Regions from separate parts of the Danio rerio genome. Here region 1 is linked to region 2. Evidence: chromatin contacts called from public Micro-C data. All regions are on one chromosome and are shown on one strand. Each heading gives the region's core, a stretch centred on a gene start, on an enhancer-like site or on the middle of the called end of the contact. The rest is flanking DNA. Distances are from core to core; before and after follow the strand shown.

Region 1 (4,992 bases), core at 1,818-4,317, 150 kb before region 2:
TTAGATTCCTGCAGGGCCGCAGCTATGAACAGTTTTGTTCCAAGCCTAATCAAGCATAGCTGATCCAACTAATCAAGGTGTTGAAGACTACTAGAGACTATTAAGCAGGTGTGAGTTGGAGCTGTTTGGATCTAAACTGCTCAGAGCTGCGGCCCTCCAGGAATTGAGTTTGAGACCACTGCCATAGATGATAAATATCGCATACTTTCAGATCGAAGGAAATAAAAAATCTACCTAAATATTTTTCAAAATACCAAACAGGTTAACTTTGCTAAAGATGTGCATATATGCAGCTCCAGTGTAATATTTATACCTGTATTTTTCCCAGGGCAGAGAGCACAATCGTTGCCCCAGGCCTCTCCATACAAACAGCAGCACTCTGTGAATGAGGTGTGTATGTTGGTGATAGGATTTGCGCAGGAGAAGTTTTCAGTTACTCTCTCCCAGCAAACCCCTGAGTATAAGTCAGCTTCACTTTGCCCTGTAAAACACAAACATGCTTGATATGATCTCTGTTAAGCAAACGTCAGCTACTTCATACTGAAAAAATGCTTGTTATGTAAGATGGTTGGAAAAAAAATCTGTAAAAACATGGATTTCCTCCATCCCAAAAAGACAAACAACAACAACAACAACAACAACAACAACAACAACAACAACAACAGCAACAACAACAACACAATGCTTCATATAATTCAAAATATGGGCAAAACAACAAAAATGGAAATTTCTTCCACATATTTTAAAATTAGTTTCACATAATTTTGACCTTGCTGTCAACTAATGATAGTACTGTAACTGTAGTATTAATGAACCAAAGCTTCTAATGTATTCCTCATATTATATTCAGTTATAAATTCAAATTCTATTTGTCACATACACAGTCAAACACGATATGATATGCAGTAAAATGCTTACACAACCAGTCGTGACCTTAAAAAATAGCAATAATAACAAAAGTAATAATAATAATAATAATAATAACAACAACAACAAGAATCTAAATTCTGATGAAAATAAGCTATGCAATAGAAAATAAAAGCAAATATTTAACATTTAAAGACTTTTGATAAAGAGTATGTGGCTGTAGAAAAATAGTACAGTCTGAAAGAAATAGCTTGTTCTAAGCATCCTCTAGATGGCAGTATGACATTGTTAGGAATTTCACTTTGTACAATTGAGAGTTTTAGAGGACACACTATAGGTTTGAGAGAGTTTAGATTTTAAAGGATTAAGAGCTCCTCAAGGAACCCCAACAAATACAGATTTTAGGTGTCTCACTAATCTGACACACTCAATTCAGGTCATGGAGACTTTCCTAATAAGCTAATTAGCCCGATAAGATGATAGATATGGGGAACATCCAAAATGTGAGGTGTTGGAGGTCTCCAGGATTGTGATTTAGAAACAGTCTTTAAGGAGTAGAATTTACATGCAGGATTATCATCTGCATAATATTTGACGTAAGACTTTACCTGCTACGTCGGGTAATATGCAGTGTGTGTTGTCCATTGCCAGAACCATAGGAGGGGTGCAGAAACACTGATATGAGCCATATGTGTTCATGCATTCACCATCTCTACATTTTGCCTCATCTTGGCATTCATCAGTGTCTGTAGAGATCAGAGACAAAGAGAAACAGAAGAAAAATCAATAAGCTAGATCATTGATGGAAAGCTAAGTCAGGCTGGTCTGAGTATACATAGAATACAGTAGATGCAAAAACATTCACCAACATAAAGCAATTTGCCATAAAGACAATGCATTCATTAAATAAATACTAAAGTCCTTTCTGCAGAGTAACTATAGAATTAAGTACAAACTAAAATGATTGCAAACATGTTATAAGTACAGTTTTACTGTCGAAAGGGAAAGGCTTGGTTTAAGGTTAGGTAGCTTGTAATTATGCATAATGTACAAATATTTCAATATTTACTCCAGGTATTATAACTTTATTATGTTTTATAGGGAGCAGTATTTTAGTTACATGATGTTTCAGCAAGTAATTAAAGTGGGTTGCACAATCGCCTCACAGCAAGAAGGTTGCTTGATTGAGCCTCGGCTGGTTAAGTTGGCATTTATGTATGGAGTTTGCATGTTCTGCCCTTGTTTGCGTGGGTTTCCTCTAGGTGCTCTGGTTTCCCCCAGACGCCAAAGACATGCGGTATAGGTGAATTGGGTAAGCTAAAATTGTTCGTAGTGTATGTGTTAATGTGAGTGCATGAGTGTTAATGACGTTAATTGAATAAACTAAATTAGTGTATGTGTGTCAGTAGTGCGTTATAACTGGAAGGGCATCCGCTTTGTAAAACATGTGCTGTTTAAGTTGGCAGTTCATTCCACTGTGGTGACCCTGGATTAATAAAGAGACTAAGAAAGTTAATAAATATTTTGTTTTAAACTTCAGAAAATTTAGCACACTGAAAAAAAATATTCAAAGATGATTCCTTGGATTTACTAAAAAATGTTTGCGTTAAGTGGTTGTAAACAATTTATTTGTGTTGAATTTGAGAAAAAAAAATTAAGTTGAACATTATTAAACTTAATTTGTTTGTTTATATTTAACACAAATAAATAGTTTGCAACAGTTGTGCATGCAAAACTTTTTTCAGTGCATGTTTGTGTTATACTTGTGAAGGCTCAAAGGTTCTCACTTGTAAAGCGAAAGTAAAATTAAAGTGATTTTGAAAGTGGAATTAAAATGACCCACTAGTAAGGACATTTCACAGGTTTTTTACTATTTAAAAAGGCTTGTGATTCAGCCAAAATATTTTTTTTTCTATTGGTTTCTAATGATTGGCATTTGTTGGGGTTGTGGTAGGCCATAGGCAATATCATTAACCTGATTTAAAAACAATGGAAGCCTATGTATTGCTTTCAAATCAAACCTCTTTCTTTCCCTTTCTCTCCCTCTCTTTGTGCATGGTTTACAGTTCAAATGTGTTCAAATATATGTAAGTGGGTGTAGGAAGTCAAATGACTGTGGCTGCACTGAATGTGTGTGTGTGAGGCAGTCAGGGGTGTGTCAGCTTTAAGGCAGTGTGGCTGGGCAAGTCTCCATAGCCGTGGGTCTGTGGTCTCTGTGAGTGAGTGTGTGTATGTGTGTTTAGGCAGGCAGACAGCCTGCGGTGCACCATGGAGCTGTGGCCTGGATCATATCGCCTGTGCCGCCCTGACCGGTCGGAAGATGTAGCCCTTTGACCTCAGCTCAAACATACACAGAACCTGCCATAGGGCTGCATGCATAATGTGGCCGCAAGCCACACGCCGTCAGCTGCAGCGGCTTTAAAACTTACATTTAAATCCAATTTAAATGTGTTGGCGTTACAGTGAGCCAAACTAGGCCAACACTTACAAACACGCACACACACACTTACAAACTAAGCCTGTCATTCTAAACCAACAAAAGAACACAATGACAGTTCAAGGCTAAACATTACAAGCAATAAGCGGCTAAAGCAGGATGTTATAAATAACAAACCCTTCTGTGATTACGTGCTAGCCTTTCTAAGAATATGTGGAATAAAATTAAACACTTAAAACATAGTTTTGTATTTTTGCATCAGCTTGCATCAGACTGATTTAATTTGTGCATCCTTGAGAACAGAGCAGTGATTTAGTTTGTGCATCACAATGAGCAACACTGTGATATTATATGTAATATTCAGTAATTACATTTATGGCAGTTTAACATTGTTTGGGCACCTTGTTTAGACAGGCATAACAGATCATTTCAGCTAATTTAACTCTAATCAGATTTTTCATCATTTAAATATGCAAAAACTCATTTTATATGATTTAAAATACCATCAAATGTGACTTTTGTTAATGTTTTTTTTATATGAATTATTAGATCAAGGATTTTCTATTGCAAAAACCACAACTTACAGTATGTTCTTCTAAACAGGAATTCATTTTCTTTCGGCTTAGTACCTTTATTCATCAGGGGTCGCCTCAGTGGAATGAACCGCTAACTTATCCAGCATACGTTTTACACAGTAGATGCCCTTTCAGCTGCAACCCAACACTGGGAAGCACTCAGCAGGAATTAAAAGTCATAAAATCTTAATGAACATTTTAGTTTAGACTGCGATTTTTGTTTCTTACCGAGACACTGTAGTTTGCTCTCATCGTAGTAGAGTCCAGATTTGCAGTAACACTCGTACCAGCCAGCGGTGTTGAGACAAAAGCCATCTTTACAGATCTCACTTCCAAAGAGCTGGCATTCATCTGCATCTGCTTAACACACACATCAACACTTTTTCATTATTTAATTGTAAACAAATAAACACACACGCACGCACGCACGCACGCACGCACATACACTAGTTAAGAACTAGAAACCCTGGATCACAGTTACAGATCACCACACATACAGTCTCTCCATGCTCTTGTTAGTGTTCTTATTTTGGGATCTGCTACATGTAGAAATTTAATTTGACTGAAGAATGATTGGGAGGAAATGTCCTTTCCATATATAAGCATTCCATTCAAAGGTAGACTGACACACACACACAAACCACATTGCATTCACTCGCACTGCCACTAGCCAAAGAGAAACCACACTCTCGCTGCATTCATAAATTAAATCAGTGCATTAGACGAGCCCTGAGACTGAGGTTTCCCCACACTGGGAACCAGCCTGCTGAGTGTGTGTGTTTCAGCATATGTAGGTCAGATGCTAAGTGATGTCTGCTGCTGCCTACACACATTACAAAGTCAAAAATACATTCATCGGCCACTTTGTTAGGTATACCTTTCTTGTACGGTACCTGGATTGACCCGCTTTTGTCATTAGAAATCTTAAAAGAATAGTTTGCTCAAAAACTGAAAATATTTGGATGAAAAATAGAGTTTTCATAGTATTATTTTCCATTTATTTATTTATTTTTTTACTATGGAAGGCAATGGTAACAGGTTTCCAGCTTTCTTTAAAATATTCTTTTGTGTTCGCCAGAAGAAAGAAACTCACAAATGTTTGGAACAACTTGA
Region 2 (5,515 bases), core at 1,343-3,842:
AATGTGATAAGCAAAAATAAAATGATCAAAATTCATGGTTCCATGACTTGAAAAATTTTTTATATATATATATATATATATATATATATATATATATATATATATATATATATATATATATATATATATATATATATATATATAAATTCTCTGACTTTCAATGCCTGAATAAACCTTTTAAAAATTGGTGATATTCCAGAAACACCATTACCCTAGGAAGCCTTGAATGACGTATGTCCAGACACAAACTCACAAGTAGGCTGAAGCTGTTTGTTTAAAAAGGAGAGTAAAAATGCTAGTTTTGTATTAATCATCAGAATTTGACATACTTGTGGTTACTCTTTCCTCTTTCTTTCTTGTATTTAGCACACATTTATATCCAGAGGGATATTTTTCAACAACATACTGCAGTTAAGGCTATGGAGCAAGACATAATTGAATGTCTTGCTCAAAAGCACATAACACAGGTTCTAAGCCAAAGGGACATCAGTGCAAGTCCAAACCCTCAGTCAGTGATCAGTAAATGATGAGAATCAGAGTTGGAAACTTCATGATTCTTCCTAAATAGGATGAATGGAAGCAGCAATGTTTGTGTTAGAAGACTAACCAAACTTAATCCACTCTTCAACACTATTAAATTCAACTAATTTTGTTGACATTCTTAGAATAATTGATTTCATGTGAGACCCACAGTCCTTTGGAAACAATATTAAACTGAAGTGTTTTTGAACTTATTTTTGAGGGTGATGAAGGGCTTTCTCTTGTCCAAGAAAGATTTTAGAATAGTTTTAGTGCAGAAATAAGGCCTGAGAAAATGCAAGCACATGCATGACACAAAATCATCATAACTCACGTTTAGTGCAGCGCTGAGATCCTGGGGTCTTGCTCCAACCAACACAGCACTGCCCCCCACAGACGTTCACTCTGCAATGACATCAAAAGTCACAATCACACACAAACTGAATGGACCTACTAACCTTACTGTAACCCCCCGGTCAATCTCCTCGGCCACCCAGAGCGGTTTCTGACGTAAGTCTGCTGTCACTAGTGGCATGAGGGCCCGGGGCCAAAGCTGGTGGAGGCTCCAATATAATCAGTCCTCTTATTCCCACTGTACTACTTCATACTGTACTTCATAGTAAAGTGACAGAAAATATGAAGAAATACAGGCTGGGATACACTTGTTACTCAGTGTGATTGTAGGGAATGTAAAAAAAAAACTTTGTAAATGGCCTCCCGAAACTTTTTAAGGGGCATCGAGTTCATTACTAGGGGAGCCGGTAGCCTACATTTAAACTGGCTCGCGTGGCTTACTGAAACAACAGATGTTACTGTGCTTTTTAAAAGGTTACGACTCGCTGTAGACTGGATGACTTATCAAATTTATTGCTACTTAATGTCATGTGGCTGCTAACACATCATTGGCAATAAGGCTCCAAATCTCTAATGGAACAGTAAAATCATTAGTTGACTCTTTCTAAAAGTTTCAAAGCATGCATGACTTTTAAGAATATTACTGTGGTATCTTCAGTAAAGATAACTAAACTCACTATGAACTTTCTTATGATGTTGTGTTGCAGAGGTTAATTTTTGCATTTATTTCATTCAACCCTAAACTACCATCAGCCCAGTTTTCAACGAGTACAAGTCTAAAAAAAAAAAAAAAAAAAAAACAATTATTCATAGTTTGAAAGTTTGTGTATTTGTTAAGTGACTGCAAAACAACTTTGCATAAAGCACTGATAATAGAAATCCCTGCTCATTCATTCTGTATTTGCATGTTTTGAACTGTTATTCGTGCCTATTATGGTCAATTATTTTGTCAAATAATCAAGATCGTTTGTTAAAATATATAATGAAGCTAAAACATCCTAAATGAAGTGTTAAATACTTTATACTCGGCTCTGTTCTTACCCTGACACTTTCATGTGATGGCTGGATGTGTGTCGGCCAGACTGCGCGTCCTGGCGGATCGGAATGCTCGGGTTCTGCTGGTGACCCATTCTGCGGGTCCGGACCTGGCCACCGAAGCTGGCTTTCAGCTCCACATTGTATGAGTGTGGCTGTCCCGACGCTCCCGAGAGCGATGAAATGGAGCTCACGTGAACCCCGTCTGTACCGCTCGGTCCCGGTTGCACAACGTACAGTTTCCTGAAGCCGCTCTGATCCGCCGAAAGAAAAGCCGGAGAAATTAATAACGTAACAGAAACAATGATGTCCCACACGAGCATAGCCATATCCTTTAGCAGTCAAAGTGTTGGGGAAGTTTGAAAGAAAGCCTCTGTACTATAAATATACACTATAGATAGAAAGATACCAAAATAAAACTATAGAAGCGCAGCTCCACTGTGTCGCGTGTGAAGCAGTTGTAAACCCTCGCGCGCTGTCATCTATTCGCCATAAGAAAACACTTAGAGGCAAACATAACTTAGAAGAGGGGGAAAATGCTTGGAGTTAAAGAAAATTTCAAAGCACGAAACGGAAATCGGGGAAAACGGGAGTCAAGGCGGCGAGAGAGCTCGCGTGCGCGCGGTTTGAGCTCGAGCAGAAGTTTGAAAAGTCTTGGAAAACTTTGAGCGCGTGTGAGTGTGCAAGGGCAGGAGTTTGTGCTCGAACTCCATATAGCCAATCTCCTGCAGACATGACGTCAGGGATGGAGCTCTTATTGGAACACACATGTGGGGCTGAACCTTTATACCAGAGTCAAAAAAAAAGTTTGTGTATATAAATTGTGCATACTTATGAATTTGAAGGTGGGGGTCGTTTGTAAAAAAAAAAAAAAAAAAAAAAAAAAGTCTGATACTGTAAATGCAGCCATCATAAGTCAAGCTTGTCACATAGAGTGCAAGCATCAGCTGCACACCTCTTTTTGGAGGAAAAAGTGTTATATATAGTTCAGAATTGGACATGAACTTGAACATTTCCCAGAGATGGGTTGCGGCTGGAAGGGGATGTGCTACGTAAAAACTTGCTGTATAAGTTGGCAGTTCATTCTGCTGTGGCGACCCCGGATTAATAAAGGGACCAAGCTGGCCAGAAAATGAATGAATGAATGAATGAATGAATGAATGAATGAATGAATGAACGAATTAACTTTAACAATATTAGTACAAAACTAAACAAAAATCCTATTACAATTTTACAGTGTGCATGAATGCAACCTATACTGTGATAACGGCAGCACTGTGATTAAGATGGAGCTCATGTAAACAGAAAACCACAATTATGCACATAATTAGTAAAAGCGTGATCACAGTATGCTTTAACCACATATATCCCACTCAAACCAAAATGTCAAGATGTGAAAGAGAAAAGACTACACTTTGGGCTCAGGAGTTATTAAAGTGATTGAAATCTAATGTACGGTAAAGTATTACACTTTTTATTTTGTTTGACAGCATCCCAGAACATTAAGGACAAATTGATGGTTAAAAATATAGGTGGAAAAAATATGTAATTTTTTATTCAATGTACTAAAGGCTAAAAAGAATTTGAATGGGCTTTGCATGTAATGTAACTATTCTGTTGGCCTGACCTGCCATGGTGGTTGGATTTAGAGAGGTTTTTCGACTTTTAAACTGTCAAAAAATAAATAAATTCAACTGACAGCCACCAGCTTGGCCAAGTTAAAAGATCAGAAAACAATCTTGGCCTTTTTTAGATGGATTGTTTTATGACAAGGCCTATTTATACCAGAGCACAATTATATGTGTATTTCCTAGCAAAAAAGGATTTACCAGCTTGAAAATCCTCCAGCTTAATACTTACAGGGAAATTTCTTCTTGCCTTTCATTTTTGGTTGAAGTACCTGTTTAAAATTAAAGATTCTTCATTGGCATTAAGTGTATGGTTCCACAAAGAACTTATACTATCCCACCGTTTACTACCATTGAACAATTTAATTTCCCCCTAAAATATTTAAATTTTTAAAAATGTTCTTTATTCTTATAAAAAAAAGGTATTTTAAGAAATGTTCACTGAAGAGTTCTTTAGGAAACCCAAAATGGATCACTGCGAAACTCTTTATGAAACTTATATTATTAATAGCGTTGAGTGTGTTGTGACATCCTAAACCAGCTAAGTCCATCTTTAAGAGGCTCTCTTTTTTTTTTTCAGCACTCCCCAGCTGTTTCAACACTATTAAAACAGAACCCTTGATTTATTCTGCTGATTTACTCATTAAAGTGATCCTTGTTGTTCAGCGCAGTTATGTAATCCAAATGACTTTCTCCCTACAGCATGCCTGACTGCTTACCAGCTCTAAATCTGACTTTGACAGTCTTCTGCCCATGAACGGGGACCCTATGGCCTCCCTACACGTCGAAAACCGGATCCTATTAATACATGGAACATCCACACGCAGCCTCCACACACAAATAGATGAACATGCCTCCATTCTTTCACATGCTCACAATTGCCTAAACTTAGCCGAAAGTCGCTGTCCTCCTACAGATGCTTGTTATCTGGATAAGCAGGATGTCTTTACAGCATTACTGAAAGGTGACTCAGAAACTTCCTTAGATCAAGACCATTTTAGGCCCAGACTAAGCTCGGCCCATTCTAGGACATGAGTGGGTGAGACAGACAAGGAATACCATTCCTCATCAGCTTCAGAGTATTTGGAAGAGGACCTCAGACTGATTTATTGATTGCATGAGATCATCCTTCAGGAGAACCCAGTGTTTTGGTGAACATTGTTAACGGGTGTTAAACAGAATGTTCTTGTGATTTACATGCACAAACACTCTCTTCTGTGAGGAATACTACCAAACTAGAGTTATGTTTTAATCAATTCATGATCTCTAATTAAATAAAAAGACAGTTCCTGCCTCAGCTGCCAGGTCTAATGGCTGGAGCTGAAACGGGGATTCAGTTAAGGAACAGAGAGACAGTGCTGTCATAAAGCTATTCTTGGGTCACCGCTATTTATAGTTTAAAAATAATGACCATCATAACTAAAAGAGAAGAGCAGGACTGAGAGAGAGAGTACAATGTTAATGGCATGCTTCAACTAAGTACTTCAGACCACTTTCTTTTTGTTTTGGTCTTTGAATTCATAACTCGTAACAAAATTAGGAGAGTGTATTCAGAATATAAGGAGAGCAAGAATAATTCTAACTAATACAGCACCTTGTTGCCATGTCAGTTGGAACAAACAATATAGCCTACAATTATTTTCCACCAACAGTCAAGTGTGTAGACCTTTTTGACTGTACTTGTCTATCTGTGCGCAATGTCTGTTTTTCTTAACGTATATATTGTCTTTTACATATTTATTGTGTTTTGCGTATTACTGTCAACAGTGCTAATAGTATATTGTTTGTTTTTTGGAGTATGTTGTTGTATTTTGCACTGTCTGGAGACAGTACCTAAGTATTTCACTCATCATAGCACACATACTGGTGATCATGTGGAAATAAAAGTTATTTGATATGAAAATAAAATCAACCTCCGCTTCAAACAGTTTCCATTCAAACAGAAAGTTGTCATAAAATCTAAATAACTACTTACTAGG

What was found. Hi-C and Micro-C count contacts between places; a contact is called where the count stands out from the background.
Region 1: a contact with region 2 is called in a Micro-C map of caudal fin, with 3 times the contacts expected there. The contact joins the enhancer-like site here to the promoter of ltbp1 in region 2. A contact is called at or near these places in 3 of 18 Hi-C or Micro-C datasets (caudal fin, hematopoietic stem cells and an unstated tissue).

The regions. Positions count from the first base shown.
Region 1 is chr17:24,429,551-24,434,542 of GRCz12tu, reverse strand. It overlaps ltbp1 (latent transforming growth factor beta binding protein 1), which reads right to left. Exons shown (of 29, transcript XM_073928505.1): 24 at 4,108-4,236; 25 at 1,476-1,613; 26 at 314-481. Among named protein-coding and RNA genes, the nearest start is that of rasgrp3, 38 kb to the left of the region's middle. Within about 2 kb of position 3,067, at least 14 of the 62 cell types and tissues checked have an H3K27ac peak or open chromatin away from gene starts, as enhancers often do.
Region 2 is chr17:24,277,358-24,282,872 of GRCz12tu, reverse strand. It overlaps ltbp1 (latent transforming growth factor beta binding protein 1), which reads right to left and starts at 2,592. Exons shown (of 29, transcript XM_073928505.1): 1 at 1,915-2,592; 2 at 854-924. The coding sequence starts at 2,237.